Linked DNA regions of Sus scrofa: region 1 is linked to region 2. The links are chromatin contacts, called in public Hi-C maps. All regions are on one chromosome and are shown on one strand. The core of a region is the stretch at or near the end of the contact, and the rest is flanking DNA. Distances in the headings are between cores, read along the strand shown. Region 1 holds the start of MTF1 (metal regulatory transcription factor 1). Region 2 holds the start of ZC3H12A (endoribonuclease ZC3H12A).

Region 1 (3,839 bases), core at 693-3,192, 340 kb after region 2:
AGGAGTTCCCTTGTGGCATGGCAGGTTAAGGATCTAGCAATGTCACTGCTGCGCCTCTGGTCACAGCTATGATGTAGGTTTGTTCCCTGCCCCGGGAACTTTCCACATACTGTGCAGCAAAAAAATAAATTAATTAAAAAAATTAAAAATGGGGAGTTCCCGTCGTGGCTCAGTGGTTAACGAATCCAACTAAGAACCATGAGGATGAGGGTTCGATCTCTGGCTTCATGCAGTGGGTTAAGGATCCGGCATTGCTGTGAGCTATGGTGTAGGTCGCAGACTTGGCTCCGATTCTGTGTTGCTATGGCTGTGGCGTAGGCCGGCGGCTACAGCTCCAATTAGACCCCTAGCCTGGGAACCTCCATATGCCATGGGTGCGGGCCTGGAAAAGACAAAAAAAAAAAAAAAAAAAGTTAATGGAAGGAATAAGTAGCAATTCATGAGACCTTCCAAATATGCCGTATTGCCAAACACTTTGAAGGTTGGTCAAAATACTTAAAGAGGGAGTTCCCCGGTGGCCTAACAGTTAAGGATTCAGTGTTGTCACTGCTGTGGCTCAGGTCTGATCCCTGCTCCAGTAACTTCCCCACGCTGTGGGTATGGCCACCGCCCCCCCCCAAAAAAAACTAAACAAAAAAACACCAAAAAACTTTAGGGGAAATAAGGGCAAAGTGCTTCAAGGCTGAGTTGCTATAAATCTTCAAGAAAGGACACTCCCCCCAAATATCCCCCAAATCAGACCATGAGACAGTAAGTCTAGGGTGGAATAGTCAGGGCTTTGGAGGCAGAGTCACCTACCCACAAATCCCAGCTCTACTACTTACTACTACTGGGGTAAATGTTCTGTGCCTCAGTTTTTCTCACAAGTAAGGTGAGACTGGTAATTCCTATTCTCAAGAAATTGTTGTTCAGAGTAAAAGAGATTATGTATGTCAAGGCACAATGTCTGACAACCTTGGAGGACTCAAGTGTGAATTTGTTCCCTCCTTCCAAGAACAGATGGGTAGAGGGGCTGATCCCTAATCAGGCATATCTAGTGAAGATCACTTTATATATTTCTCTCCTAAAACAATCTGGTGTCCACTAGTAACTATGCTTTATAGTGTCCTTTCTACAATGAGGGAATGATGAGTCTTATTTATAGTGACTCTTCTTTTACCTGCAAACACACAGGTTCTACAAATGTAGCTTTGGGAGACTGAGGAGTGAATTTTAAAATATTTAGCACATCACTTTTAGTTTTCAGTCTGGCTTTGCACTTTAGCTTTCTCTTCTGCTCTGGATTAAAGTGAACCTTTAACGCTGTAGGGCAGCTAAACAGAGTAGTAGTTACCAGAGACAGGCCAAGGGATCTGATCCGGGAGGAACCGGCCCGACCCCTTGCTCTGGCTTACGCAACCCGGTAGATGCACATTTCGCTGCATCTGAGAGGAGAGATAAGAGTACCGGGGGCCCCACTGGGCTGACCCGGCACCACAGGCGGCAACGCGGAGACCAACTGTCCGGAACAAACAAGACCAGGAGATTCGAAGGTAGCAAACGAGAAGTACAAACGAAGCACCCTTGAGAGGAGGCTGGGAAAAGGAACCTGTCTGGGATAACCCCCAGTCCGGGGCTACACGGAAAAACCCGAAGACAGGCTGGGGGGCTCCAAGCCGGACGGAGAGGGGCAGGGTCCGGATCTCCATGGAAACAGGGGAGGGGGGCTGGATACCCATCCCCATGGAAACGGAGGAGGGGTGGGGTCCCTATGGTGACCGGACTGGGGTCCCTACTGGGAAATGCTTCAGGAGGGAGCCTAAGTCCCGCGCCCCCCAGGAAGTCCCCAGCCCAGGCCGCGTCTAATTTCGCCTTTTACCTCCGCGGCTCCCGGCAACAGCGGCGGCGGCAGCAGCTTCTCCCCTCCCCAGCGGCACCATGATTGCCCCCACCTTCCCCGAACGTCACTTCCGCTTCCGCTTTCCGGAGGAAGGAGCAGATATGGGCTCCGCCTCTCCCTGGCGCTTCTGGTTGGTTTAGCTGGTGTGGGGGCTGAGCTCGAGCCTCCAATTGGCGAGCGGGAGAGGCGGGGCAGGGCATCGCGGAGACCTCGCGGAGCGTGTTTGTCCCGCGCGGGCTTAGGCTCGCCTTGTCCGCTCTCCTCACGGAGTCGAGGATCCGCTCCAGAGGCACCGGACGCTAATCCAACCACTAATCCAAAGTAACCTCAACCCAGTTTGCGCTGCCCTCACCCTGGTAGCCACAAATGCAACGAGAAGGACCACAGCCGCCGAATTCCAGCCGGGACCGCAAGGGGAAAGCCTGTAAAATTGTGATATTCCTCATTTCTCCTACTATGGCCCCAGCTTCCCCTCCTCACCTAATAAAGTTAATATGGGCAGAAGAGCCCAAGAAAATTAGATTGGACCCCAAAGGCAGAAATGAGTATTCCAAGGCTGGCCAGAGGATGCCTCCACCTCTTCCCCGTCTCACATGCTCTAAGACGCCCAACTCCCTCCTCACCCACCTGTCCAGACCGTTTGTTCCAACTTTTTTCCCTGAAGAGACTGTCGACTTCCAGGGTACTCGCGCTCAGGCTAAGGCAGCGCCACCTACTGGCCATTCCCTTTCACATTGTCATCCTACTGGCCCACATCTAAATCACTTTGCACTCCCAAGGAACAGTAAGTAGTGGTGTTCCAAGAAGAGGTTTCACTCGGCTCCTGACTTGTAAATGCCTGGAAGATGTAGCTGTCAGAACTTCTCAGCAGCCACTGCCTATTTTTTAAGCTACTTCTCTAGGATATTCAGAGTGGGACAACCCTTAGACACTAGATTAGGGGTCAAGGGGTTGCAGCCATGCCTGTACTCTCTTGCTTGAAAAATGTGAATAGTGGCTATTAACACCAGACTGCCAGGCAAATATCTCTCTGGCCCCTGACCAGCTGTCCCAGTGCTTAAGCCACAAACTTCCACCTGCTGAGAGCTGCCACCTCTTAAAAGATAAAAACAAACACCACTGTTAAAAATATATTTATCATTAAAATATATTACACATGTGAGAGAGGGAATGCATTATATACAGTTTGGAGGATTCGTTGGCCAGAAAATTCCACTTGTTTCACCAGAACAACAATTTCTTCAGTATTTTCATTTTCACGCCACTGTATTGGCCTCAAAGGCTTAGTGGCCAGCTCCAGAGGTGAGCCACATTTGAGTTGGAAGTGGGGTAGGGTTTGCATATGCATACACACATGTCCTCAGACAGAGTGCTGGAGGCATCTGGTGTGGCTGTGACCTGTTTATTCAGCAGCTTCCGTTTGCATTCCTGTGTCCAACTCATTTATCCTTCCAGACTCCAAAGTTTGTTCAGCTATCTGATTGTGAGGAGCTGGGCCCAAGCTACAGGGAAGGCACTGTATGCCCTGGAGGCAGGCAGAGTGAGCACATGAAGTACAGTTGTTTAAACATTAAAAAAAAAAAAATAGAGATCTATCTGTTACATTACTAAAGTTGAACAATGTATGTCAGTTTTATTGTGGTGGATTTCCCCCCGTGTCTTCACAACTTGCAGCAGCACCAAGAGTGACAGCCATGGTGGGGAGGGCGGTCTGGGCTCGAGAAACAGGCAGCTGCCACTTTTGCGTCTAAGGGGGTTCACATCCTCTCAAGGCAGCTCTTGAGCTCAAACAGGGGGTGCTGGTAACTGGCTGCCCCAGGCAGAATAGGAGAGGAGATGAAGAGGCTCAGGGTGAGTTGCAGAGGAACTGGTGAATAAATTCTTGAGCCTTCTTCTTCTCTGCCGTTTCAAGCTTTTGGTGACCAGCTGGGCTTCGAAGCAGCAAGCTACCAAATATGCT
Region 2 (3,750 bases), core at 844-3,343:
ACAGAAAAGAAAAGAAAAGTAAAGAAAAAAGAAAATGAATAGAATAGAAAAATAAAATAAAATGTAAAACATACTAGGAGCTCAAAACATGAAAGGAATCTGTCCCTTTCTCCATTTCCAAGAGACCTTGTGGAACTGAACCTCTGCAAAACCACTCTGCTAAGGCTCGGGGGCAGTCTGCCCACTCTTCCTACAGAGGTGACCTAGCTCCTGTGTGCTCCCATCTGAGCTTCCCAGTGGAGTTACCAAAGGGCAAAGTAATTCCTGGGACCTTTCCCTCTCCAACCTCTCCCCATCGCCCATCTAGTGGGTGACCATTCCTGGAACTCTGCAGACCCCGCCCAGGCTGGCCAGGTGAAGGCAGATGGCAGGAGAGCAGGAAGGCTCCAGGAAGGAAGCTGGCAAGCCAAGCCACTGGGACCGGCATGCAAGAGGCAGAGGAAGGGGTGTGGGCTCGGCACATTTGATCCAGAGGTCTCCTGGGGTTTGGGGCCGGGGTGTGCAAAATCCAGGGGTAAGTGGAGGAGGGTTTCCCCAGAGCAGCCCTGCGTTCTGCAGAAGAGAGTCAGCTTCTCGGGAAAGAGCTGCCTTTACAAGCCGGAAGAGAGCGAGACTGCAGCTCACTCTGGGAGGACACGGAGCTGCGTGACTCATCCCCCAGCCCTGCTGGCTCCCACTGGCACAGTGCTGGGTAGCACGGGGCCAGGGATTACAGGCGGAGTCCCAGCCCGGCCCTGGCCCCGGAGGCGGTCCAAGCAGGCAATCACAATCCAGCACGTAGGGACACAGGCAGGGTGCTGTGGGAGCACTAAGGAGGAAGCAACTCAGCACCAAAGGAGTCTGGGCAGGCCTCACAGAGGAGGTGACATCATCCAAAAGAGGAACAGAATTGGCCAGGCAGCTGTAGCCAGGGAAGAAGGGGAGAGCACTCCTGGGCCGAGGAGGAGAGATGCAAAGGCACGGAAGTGTCTGCAAGGCGTTGGCACCGTGCCTGCCGCCCAGTGAGTCCTCCATAAATGCGAGGCATTATCGCTGTGGTTGACTATCATCATTATGCTGATTAATCTGGACTCATTTAATATTCTTACTATCTTAAAGGGAGTTACTACACATGAGCACATGTCTAAATATACAGCACTTTTCACTGAACTTTTCTCAACTCTAAAAGTGGCCCTTGTGTGAAGATTAAGGCTACCGGCACACACAGTGCTCAGCAGGAGTGGTGGGGAGCACAGAGAGGAGCCCAGCCCTGGATGTGATCTGGGGGAAGGCTTGTTTTCTCTCTCTCCTGGAGGCCAGCTCCTGGGGTTGCTGTGCCTGGGGGGCACTGACGTGGAGATCCTTCGGGGTCTTTAAAGATGACCAGGCAACAAAGCAGGGAGTTAGCTAGGTGGGGTCACTGGTGATTTCAAAAGTGACATAGGTGGCACCTGGTGCCATGGAACTGGAGCTCCTGGTGCTGCTTGCAAGTCTTTCCAGCTGGGACAAGGCAGGTTGTACCTGCCTTTCTATCCCAGCAAGGTCCTTATTTCAGAAAAAAAAAAAAAAAAAATGTACTTGGCCCTGGGTGGGGCCCCACTTCTGTGTACCTGCTCCAGTCACGGTTACCTGTTGAGTCTTCCTGTCTCAATGAGAAAGGTGCCCGCCTGGGTGTACCTGTCTTTATAACCATGGCTCTGCCTCCCGTGGTGTGTGGACCAACCTTTGTGCACTTGATTCACTCGATGCACCCCAGACTGTACCTTCCGCATACTTAAGTCTGAACGACCGCAGCTATACCTGTGTTGTACTGCCGTACTCTCGGTCAGCCCGCGCCAGACTCGGATCGCTTACCTGGTCCAACCTGGGCTTACCTTATGCCTGTTGGCCGTACACTCCTGCCCTGCAGATCGCGCCGCCCCGGGGGCGCCTCGAGGCTCAAATAAGGGGCTGCGAACGGCGACCGCTGACCACATTCCTGGCCGGGCAGAGCGCGCTCCGGCTGCGGGGGCGGGGCCGGAGGCCAGGGCGGGGCGGGGCGGCGCAGGGGGCGGAGCAGGAAGGGGCGGTGGCCGCTCCGCCCCCTGCCGCTCGGGCCGGCTCTCGCCTCCCCTGCCCAGCTTCCGCGTCACGGTCCCGAACGCCACCTGCCCGCCCACCCGCCCGGTATAAAGGCGCCGCCGGCCTAGCCTCCGGGACTCGGCCCCATGGAGACGCCGCCCGCCGCGGCCGGCGCACGGTGGGGTGAGGCGCGCGCGCGCGCGCGCGGCGGGGGCGCGGACCTCGGGGCGGGCGGAGGGGGGGTGGGGTGGGCGCAGGCTGGGACTGACCGGAGCCGGAGGGACGTGGGGCCTGTCCCCTCCGGCCTCGCCGGTCCTCGGGACCGCTTCCAACTTAGCCCAAGTTGGGGGATCCTGGGAGTAGGAAGACCGAAGTCTGGAGGGGGAGCCGAGCGAGAGGCTCTGGGCCGGGACAGCCTCCGCGTCACCGAGCCCGGAGGCCAACCAGAGTTTCCCGGCAACTTTTCTCGCTGGTGGTGGGTCGCCCCGGAAACTTCCCCTCCCCCGGTCCGGGCGTCTGGCCACTGGCCCTCCGCCTCCTGAGCCTGGGTTCCAAGCACGCGGCAGACGGACTGGAGAAGACGATGGTTGATGGTTTCGACGGGGAACCCCCGCCCCCCTTCTAGCGCACTTGCAACCCAGCGGGTTTCCATCTGAAAACCCCGCCCCGCGGCTGTGGGGGCGCGGCGAGGCCCTCGAAGGCCACCCGCGACTTCTGGGTCCCTGAGTTTGTCGAGGAGGGGGAGGGCTGAGGGTAGAGGGGGAGGAGTAATCAGACTGCCTAAGTTCAAATCCTTGCCCCACCCGCTAACAGCTGGATGACCTTGAGCAAGTTCTTACTGTCTGTGGCTCAGTTTCATCCTTTATGTAATGGGACTTGAGGATCCCTCCCTGGGAGGGCTTTTGGAGGAATAACAGAGGTAACACCCCCAAATGGCTTTTCATACTGCCCCTAGTGTGGCCTCATCCTCTTGGATGGGGTGGGAGTTGGAGAGAATCATTCCCCGTCCCTAACTTTTGTGCTTGTCCTCCAGGAGCTGTGACAAGTGCCTTTCACCAGTCTGAGCTGTGAGTGGCCAGTGGAAAGAGGCCCACCCGGCCCCACCATGAATCTGTGGGAACTTGAAGACCACAAAAGCTGCCGAGAGACCCCAAGGCCGGCCCAGGAGCCCACTGCCGAGGAGGTGATGACCACGGAGCTACAGATGAAGGTTGACTTCTTCCGGAAGCTGGGCTACTCCTCTGCCGAGATCCACAGTGTCCTGCAGAAGCTGGGGGTCCAGGCAGACACCAACACAGTGCTGGGCGAGCTGGTGAAGCATGGGTCAGCGGCCGAGCGGGAGTGCCAGGTGTCACCGGACCCCTGCCCTCAGCTGCCTCTGGTCCCCCGTGGTGGGGGCACCCCCAAGGCTCCCACCGTGGAACCCTCACCCTCTGAGGAGGACAAGGAGGGTGGTGACCTGAGGCCCGTGGTCATCGATGGGAGCAACGTGGCCATGAGGTACATGTCACTTCTGTGGCCAAGACGGTGGCCGGGAATGGTGGCCCTGTGTCTCTGCACCTCTGGTAGAAAGGACCTTAGGAAGGAGTTTGACCTCGTCTCAGACCGGTCTGGAGGCAGGGAAAGCCCTTTCTGGGGGCCCTTCTGTGTGCCTGGACGCTCTCTTAGTCCTCACGGCTTCTTGGGAGTGGGTTTCAGGATGTTTTAGGG

What was found. Hi-C and Micro-C count contacts between places; a contact is called where the count stands out from the background.
Region 1: a Hi-C map of liver shows a contact between it and region 2, with 2.8 times the contacts expected there. The contact joins the promoter of MTF1 here to the promoter of ZC3H12A in region 2. A contact is called at or near these places in 1 of 47 Hi-C or Micro-C datasets (liver) and 1 of 2 datasets of contacts at active chromatin or transcription factors (alveolar macrophages).

What each region holds. Positions count from the first base shown.
Region 1 is chr6:93,882,462-93,886,300 of Sscrofa11.1, forward strand. MTF1 (metal regulatory transcription factor 1) reads right to left here and starts at 1,943. Exons shown (of 11, transcript NM_001243544.1): 1 at 1,859-1,943. It overlaps INPP5B (type II inositol 1,4,5-trisphosphate 5-phosphatase), which reads right to left. Exons shown (of 25, transcript XM_021095974.1): 25 at 3,010-3,839. The coding sequence ends at 3,726.
Region 2 is chr6:93,539,241-93,542,990 of Sscrofa11.1, forward strand. It overlaps ZC3H12A (endoribonuclease ZC3H12A), which reads left to right and starts at 2,094. Exons shown (of 6, transcript XM_021095963.1): 1 at 2,094-2,218; 2 at 3,074-3,540. The coding sequence starts at 3,146.